Linked DNA regions of Siniperca chuatsi: region 2 is linked to region 1. The links are chromatin contacts, called in public Hi-C maps. All regions are on one chromosome and are shown on one strand. Each heading gives the region's core, a stretch centred on a gene start, on an enhancer-like site or on the middle of the called end of the contact. The rest is flanking DNA. Distances are from core to core; before and after follow the strand shown.

What was found. Hi-C and Micro-C count contacts between places; a contact is called where the count stands out from the background.
Region 2: a contact with region 1 is called in a Hi-C map of liver, with 2.0 times the contacts expected there. The contact joins the enhancer-like site here to the promoter of rxraa in region 1. A contact is called at or near these places in 2 of 3 Hi-C or Micro-C datasets (liver and skeletal muscle).

What each region holds. Positions count from the first base shown.
Region 1 is chrLG18:19,698,466-19,702,603 of ASM2008510v1, forward strand. rxraa (retinoic acid receptor RXR-alpha-A) reads left to right here and starts at 2,173. Exons shown (of 12, transcript XM_044174763.1): 1 at 2,173-2,529.
Region 2 is chrLG18:19,752,033-19,756,170 of ASM2008510v1, forward strand. The region is part of intron 3 of rxraa (retinoic acid receptor RXR-alpha-A); the gene reads left to right. Among protein-coding and RNA genes, the nearest start is that of rxraa, 53 kb to the left of the region's middle. Within about 2 kb of position 1,914, the one cell type or tissue checked has an H3K27ac peak away from gene starts, as active enhancers do. A contact at or near this core is called in liver, where this site is marked.

The sequences.
Region 1 (4,138 bases), core at 923-3,422:
TGTCCCATTTATCACCCACTTTAAGAGAGGGAGAAAGAGGAGGAGGTTGGCAAAGCCATGGAGGGGTGTATCGTAACGGTGGTCTTCCGTCCCCTGAGGCCCAAACACATTGCTTTAAAGTGGAGAAAAACACGGCAAAAGAGACAGAAATGAGAGACAGAACTGAGCCAAGAGATGTCGCAATTAAGAGTATAGACTCGAGACCTCCGCGACCAGAGGTGCGAGGCGATGAGGATAGCCAAAAAAACAGCCTCCAGAGAATTTATATGGATGGAGGTGAAGGGTCAGACCGCTATTAATCATAGCCCAAGTTGAGGATTAAATAGCTCATTCTAGTGGGCAGATGAGAGAACCCGGCCTGATCGAGGTGTTTAAAAAGGCTGTGTTGTGTCTGTCTTCTATTACAGAGTGAAGGCCCGAGGCAAAACAGCCCCCTGAACCGAGGACAAATAGGATGTCCAATCACTGCTCTTGCCTCCCTCCCTCCCTCCCCCTCTGATGAGCATTTACCCAGCCAATTAAGCCACTTAACATCATCTTGCAAACATGACGCCGTCTGATGAGTGATAATTGTTTTCTTGGAAGGTAGATGAAGGAAATATTCACACAAAAGCAAGGCCTTGAGTGGAATAATCAGCAGGACTCATTTTTCTCTCCTCACACATCTGCACACCTACACAAGAACACACACACATAAAATGCACATACATTCTCTCTCATGCACACAAACACACCTTGAATCAGTGCCCAGTCAGACTTAACTTAACTTTTTTTTTTTTTGCACAAACCATGCCTTTGATCTTTGATGTGCCATGCATTACATTAATTATGTATCTCGCCTCAGTACAAATGTGGTGAACACCTTCAAGTGCTTAATAGGAGCAGGCTCATCACAGGGGCCTAGAGGATGGCTGCAGGAGGCGTATGTTTACATTAAATCGCTCCTATATGCACTGCATAAGGGATTTTTACAGCATGGGGGAAATGTAAAGCCAGCATCTGTGGTACTCTCCTTCAATCTGGGGCAAAGAAGGGGACATTTTTCACTCTCCTGAAACATGTGCCTCGCCTATGTGTGCAGGATTGAGTGTTGAAGGGGAGTCGGTGCACACACGATGGATGTGGCTTGACTTAGGCATAAACTGTCATGGCCAGAACAGATATAGCAGCAGGAACAATGACAGAGATCTAGATCTAGCATTGCTCTAATGCAGTGAGAGTTATGCAAATTGCACACGCTGCCGCTTGCTGTAAAACTAGCCGAGGGGGGCTTATGTGAATCTGCCTCAAACTTTTATGCATCTGCAATAAATTCATAGATTTTTCTTTCTTTTTTGTGCCATGTTGGCAGATCACAGTATGAATGTAGTAAACATTAGCAGATGTAGAGAGGGGAGTTGAAAATATTGATACAGTACAGTAACTGTGTAACACTTGAGCTTGCACAGCTTTCTTGGTCTGGATTTACTTTACTGTTTCAAATATCTGGATTTCTTTGAGTGTCAGGAAACACTCTTAATGCATTTTTAACCTCCCATGTTTCATTAGAAAAGAACTAATTTCCATCGCTTTTTAGTACATCTGCATATAAATGTAGGCTACAAAACATTCTGGTAGGTCATTTAAATAATGCAGGCAAAACTTTTGCCAGAGTTTTAGTTCTTTGACTGTCAGACTTGGATTCTTAGTCCTGTGTCAAAAGTTTTAAATGATTTAATAATTCTCCAATCCATTCTTCCAGATTCAAACGAGATACAATACTATTAAATCCTAACACTACTGTAGGCCTATAGGTGAGTGTGTTTATTTGATTTTTTTTTTAATGTTATAGCAGCTTCTAGAGAGAGAGAAATAGGCTCATTGTAAATACAGTTGAAACATCTATCTACTGAGCCAACAGCTCTGGTTCAACAGATGTGACCAGGTTAAAATAACAGGAGATAAGGAGAGAAAAGAATAAGTAGCTGCTGCTCAGCTGAAACAGCTCCACGTGATTTGGAAAACCTCTACCTGGAGGAAATCTGTAGACTTTTAATATCTAGCATAAAATGCACTGCATGCTTTTTTTTTTCTCTCTCTCTCTCTCTGTCTTTTGTGTTGTTAATTTCAAAGTTCACGATAGGGCTCCTGTTTGTATCTGTGGTGTCGCTGCAGCTCGGCCTACGTTGGTGGGAGTACCCCCTGCACAGGTCCCTTTTGCAGTACAGATCCAGTAGTTGGAGTTGCTGTACACCGAGCACGAGAGGGAGAGGAGAGGAGTGTGAGCACACAGCGGCTGAGTGAGCAAACAGACGTAGAAACATTAGGTTATCTTCCGAGACTATCAGACATCGACCTGTCACTTTTACCGCTTCGAACCGAGTCCCGTCTCCTTGAAGAGGACCACAGCAGCAGCAGCAGCAGCAGCGCCCTGGTCTGGTCTGGTCTGCTCGAGCAGCCGCCTGTGAAAAACTCCCAAACGCGGTCGTCTCAGCTGGCATGAGCTAACCTACCAGACAGACATGGAAACCAAACCATTCTTGTCATTGGGTAAGTTTGTTTGTTTAATGACAAAGCCTTGCTCTGTTATAATTTTGAGGGTTTTGATAGAACTTTCATCGGCAGCTCAGTGTGAAACGTGCCCTCGCGCTGTGTTGTTTTTCTCCCTCTTTTCTCTTTTGACAGCGCGTGCAGCGAGTTGCCAAATGCATCAACATGTTTAGAGCTGTTGACGAGCTGTAGCGGACGTTGCCTTCTGTAATTTGACTAACACTGGCTTATCGTTTTTACTCCGATAAAACCAGATACATCCTCACTGTGTTGCATATCTTACGCCGCTATTTGAGCTGATGACATTTCGCTTAGATACGGAGTGACATCTCGCTTGGGATACGCTGTGCGCCTACCTCGCGTGCGCTGCAGTTAAATGTACTTGTTTGAACTTCGCTTAAAACTTTACTTTTAATTTAAATGTCAGTTTCTCAAAGAAAAAATGCAAACCGAAATGAAGCTTTGTACTTAAGCGTTTTCTACGCGCGTTAACGAGTAGGACTAAACACACAATGTTGCAGAAACAGTTAAGTTAGAGGAATTTTAACTAGAACGAGCAGTTTCTTTTTTACTTTTTTGGCACGTGTTGATTGTATTAAGCTAGCCTATGTGTTGTGCGCAGGTTGTGTGTGTTTTCGTACAGTCATCTGGTAACTGATAAAAAAAATTAAAGATATGCATTGAACTTGGCTCTGTGCTCCAACAAAGCTGCTTGACTTATCAAGGGCAGTCTGGATTTGTCTCTTAAAACTGTGCTCAAGTAAAGATGAGGGCAAACTTCACATCAGTTACAAACAGGTGACTCAGGTGTGGGATAACTGCTCTAGGATCTCTGTGCATTGATGTCAATTCTGAGTTTTGATAATGTAATCTACACAAAGATCACAGGCTATGGAGGACACTTAGTAAAAGGTTATAGAGGGAGAGTGGCAACTTTCACATTCTTTTTCCAAAGGAATTTACACAGCTGTCATAATATTAAATAATAACATAGGACATGTTTGAATTTGAATTGAACAGTAATTTTGTTCATGAACTACTCAGTTGTGAAACCATTAATCTCAGGCCAAGTCTAGTTTTTATTAAGGGTCCTTTTTAATTTCCAGTTTAAACGCATGCTGTCTCACACAGACGCACTGCACTGTAAACCGTTAATGCTACAACTTTGTCAAAGTGAACAGAGCAGACCCTTGTCCCCTGTATCAGAGATAAGCACAGAGCTGTAGGCGAGCCCTCTTATTGTGTCTGCTGCTCTTTCATGAGGGCGTCATGTTACACCTTTACGCGTATCATCAGCTGCCTGGGTGCACCGGGGAGATTCACGGGGACTTCTGAGGCACTGGGCGGCTTTCTTCTGTTACAGGCCCCGCTCGCTGACACTGCCGCCACAACGCCCTTTATGTGGCTTCCCAGAAATACGCCAAACCGCCAGTGTTACACACACTGACAGGCTGTTATTACAGGTGCACCGTATTGTGTGTCCACACTGAAAGTGATTCAAGTTTCAGTCTGCCTAAAAGCACACCAGAGTAGCCCATACAGACACTTGACAGCAAATACAGACAGCAAAGTCTTATCTGAAAGCCTCTGTGGTTGGTGTAAGTTCTCA
Region 2 (4,138 bases), core at 664-3,163, 53 kb after region 1:
AGAAGTATCCAGAGAATGCCAAAGACCAGAGCAGCAGTCAGTGCTGCTGTTTAACGCCAACACCTGGAGACGGATCGACTCCCAGGTGTTTGTGTTGTGCTTGTGCTGTCTAAACACAAGCTAGTAGCATTAGTCTCATCCCCGGCAGAACCGATGGTCTCCGTAATGAAAGAGAACATAAACATGGGTGAAAAGACAAGCACAGTAAGTAAAAGAGAGGGGAGGGAGATAGAAAAGATAGAAAAGAGAGAGAGACAGCAAGGCCGGGAAGCTGATCCAGGTATCTGTAGAGAGGAAAGGGAGCTGGCAGCACTCTCGGCAGCGTGTCTTCTCAGGACATGAAAGACTCACTGCTCCGAACTGGGATTATCCTCCACCTCTGAGGAGTCCCTCTGATGAGCAGAGAAGGCAGAAGGAAAGATGTGGAGAGAAATTGAAGGACAGGGACAGAGGTGGGAAAAATTAAATGTGAGCGCACGAGCACCAGGGAGAGATAAAGAGACATACATCCATAGGCTCTCATCCACATGGATACCAACTCCACTTGGGGCCCTACTGATGCTCACAACGCTGACCATCTTTGTGTTTTTTTTTTTTCTTTCTTCAAAACGTGCCTCCAACCCCCTGAAGATTGGCCCGTGCTGGTAATTCACCAGAGTTATTTCCTTGTTTGATCTGTCTCCATCCTGAAAATCATCTCTGCGGGCTCTGACAATTTGAATCAGTTCCTCTCTGACAGAAAAGATTAGTGCAGCAGATGCAGGTAACAAAGCTCTGCACTGCAAAAATCTCCATTTTACCAAGTACAATCAATGTGTTTCAAGAATTTTCTGGAATCAAGTGTCATTTTTCTTTATTCTAGTGCAGCCATCTGCCCTATTCTGTCTTATTTCAATATACTGACACTTCTAGATAATTCTTGATTTGCAGTGGAAACAGTGCTGAAACAAGGAGACGTTTATTCGAGTGACAGAATAGTCAAATTTCAGCTTTTGAAGTGTGAGGATTGGCTGCTTTTCATATCGTAGATTGAATATCTTTGAGTTTTGGACCATTGGTTGGACAAACAAGCAAATTGAAGATGTCACATTGGGCTCCGGGAACTTGGCATGATGGCATTTTCCCTAATTTGAGACTCAACAATTGATTAATAAAAAAATAAAAAAATTGTCAACTGCAGCCCCAAATCAACTACTTTCAAGACGTGTAATTTTTAAATTCTTGTGCAGTGCTATGCATTATTCACTCTTGATTCAAAATAGAGGCACTCTCTTCTTGGAAATTCAAGATAGATACATATTTAGATTGTTTTACTTGGTTTAAGAAAACAGGACTTTTAGGACTCAATAACAGACTAAAACTTGTTGCTTGTTGCTCATTTGAAACTTGCCAGCTGAATAAAATACGCGTTTGAAACAGAGCATTCAGTGGAATGAGGTTACACTGTTGACATAAACTGTTTTAGTTGTCCATGTGACTTATTTTGTTGATAATGGGCCAAAAGTGAATTGATTTTGTGTGTACTGGACAGACTGTCTGTGTGCAGTCGCATGGGGTTCAGGGTATTAAGGTCGGGTCTCATCAGTCAATGCAACTATATTTTCATGATTTTGTTTATTTACCTTGGATACGGCGTCCCTCCGATCCTCCGCCCTGCAGGATTTTGTGTTATTTGTTTGCTGTGAGTCGATGTACCGATCCAAAGTACACTCCTCCAGTGACAATCACACACAGAACACACACATACACACACTGGTCTGGACATACACCCCCCCCCCCCATTGAGGCGCGTGTGTTCCCCCCGGCTCACAAGGCCTCTTCCTGCAGCACGTACACACATAGTTTCCCATCGCCGCCACCCACACCCCCCATCTTATCCCCTCCGACTGGCCCCCAGGGTCTCGAGCTTTCTCTGAGACTTTCTCGCGCTTTCTCTTCCTCCTGCTCTCTGTTTGGATTTCTCTTATCTATCTATGAATCTCTCTATCTCTCTTTCTACTTGTCCATCTATTGATCAGTCTATCTCTGCCCATCCTCCCCTTTTCCCGTTATCTCAGGCTTGTTCCCCAGAGGGAGAAAGAGAAGGAGGGGGGTGGGCAGTTACGGCTCAGGGCCAGAAGCCAGAACCTTCTCCATTTGGATTTCATTACAAACAGACCAGCACGTCACAGAAGAATAATAATCAGAGGGAAAAAATGAAAGAAATAGGAGGGGGATGTCTCAAAGGCTTGTAATATAGTCAATAAATTCAAGCTTTCTGCTGAAAAAAGGCTCTGATGTTATTTCTGTGTCCCAAAACCTAAATGTGAACCAGCTTCTTTTGTATTGGTCGACACTAATTGAAAAAGATCTGTTATCCTAAATCACATGTAAACATGTCCAGCTTTGTGTAAGAGAACAGTAAACATTTTTATGGGCCATGATACTGCCTCTCCAAACTGTGTGTGTGTGGTGGTGGTGGTGGTGGTGGTTGGGGGGTCACCAACATCTGCCTTGGGCCCAGTCCAGGTGTTGCACAGGATCAAACACAGTACTCAACTTTTGATGTGTTTCAGTGCTTCCTCAATACAAATGGAAATCGTCCACCACCTGCTGCCTCTGAACAAGTCATCAAGTGGCAAATTCCTCATCCTGATGTCACCAGAGGGAAGGGACACTTGTTTTTTTCCTCCTTAGTAATTGGCATAATTATTCTCCGCAGACTGATGGTTCTGTGACTGCTGAGTCATAACAAGATGCTTAGAAAGCGAGCGGAACCACCTTGTAGAGTAATTACACTTCCACTCCTCCACATCAGTGGCTGTTTCCCTCTTCCTCACTGACATGGAAGTGTAATTGTTTCATTTTCAAATAGAACCAAAACTAACCTTTTTGGTTTAAGAAGAAGAACTTTGTTTGCCTGGATAATATGACCAAAAAGCTATACCACGATAAATTATCATGTTTTCCTTAATAATAATATATGTAATAACATTTTTTAATGTAAAATGGGAAACTTGTTTTTATTATTTCTACAAAATTTGACCTCACTGACCTCAGTGCTTAGTTCAGTTTGAGCGGTTTCCCATTTCATGACATGTGGCAGATGAAGATCTTTTGTTGTATTAGCTAAATAGTAGCAGAAACTGTAACAGTGACAAGAGGTTACAATATTTTAGCTGTGCGCGATCAATTCCTATTTGCGTTTCTTTGGTGTTCCTAGACTGACCAATTTGTCAGTGGATCTTTCCATGCTTACATCTGCTAAAGATGTTGTGTCTTACGCCATTTATGTATACTTTACGTTTTCCAAAGCACACATTAGTGTTTTTGAACGTGCCTTTCCCAAGCTTTCATTTCAGTACAGAAAGGTAACCTTGCAGAAACTTGACACTTGCTTGAGATAGGTTATGTGTCATCATGCCTGGTTAAATTTTGTCAAACTTGTGATAACGGATGACAAAAATGTGAAAATAATAAAAGGCAGTTATCAGATTCCTCATACAGTAGCTGCTATTGTTAAATTACAATCAATCTTGTGTTTTGTAGTTAGGTTATTATCTCTCTGTGTTTGTGTGTATATGTATATGCTCGGCCATGTGCCCTCAAGTGTGTTTTGGCAGTGAGCGAGACAGATAAGGGCCTGTGTTGTGATTTTCATCTCAGCAAAATAGGAAGCTCTATGAATCGTGGCTTCCTGGCTGACTTGCATTTCCCCCGGTTACTTGGATTCACACAACAGTCTCCGACATGACAGCTCAGAGGGCCTTAACAGCGCAAATATCAGATTTTATTTTAGCCGAATGTATAATACAGAAAAAAAGCCAACCCATTTGCTTAATGGCAGGGTTTCCACAAGGATAAGAGGATGAGCAAAGTTGAAGCTCTCACATAATCGTCAGTCTGCAGACTTCAAAAATCAATCTCTACTTCATCTGGTTCTTTAACATGTTGGAGTTTATTACCTTAGTGATCCCTTGCTACTCGCAGTGTTGCTGAAAAGGTAATGAGTCCTCAAAAAGAGCTGAAGAGCATCAGTTGCGAATGTAATCTTCCTGTCTTGAAGCCAGCTCCACAGGCTGCAGTGGTAATTATCGCTCCATGCCATGTATTTGATCAACATGCTATTGTCAGTTGCTGCTCCTGATATAAGATGCCG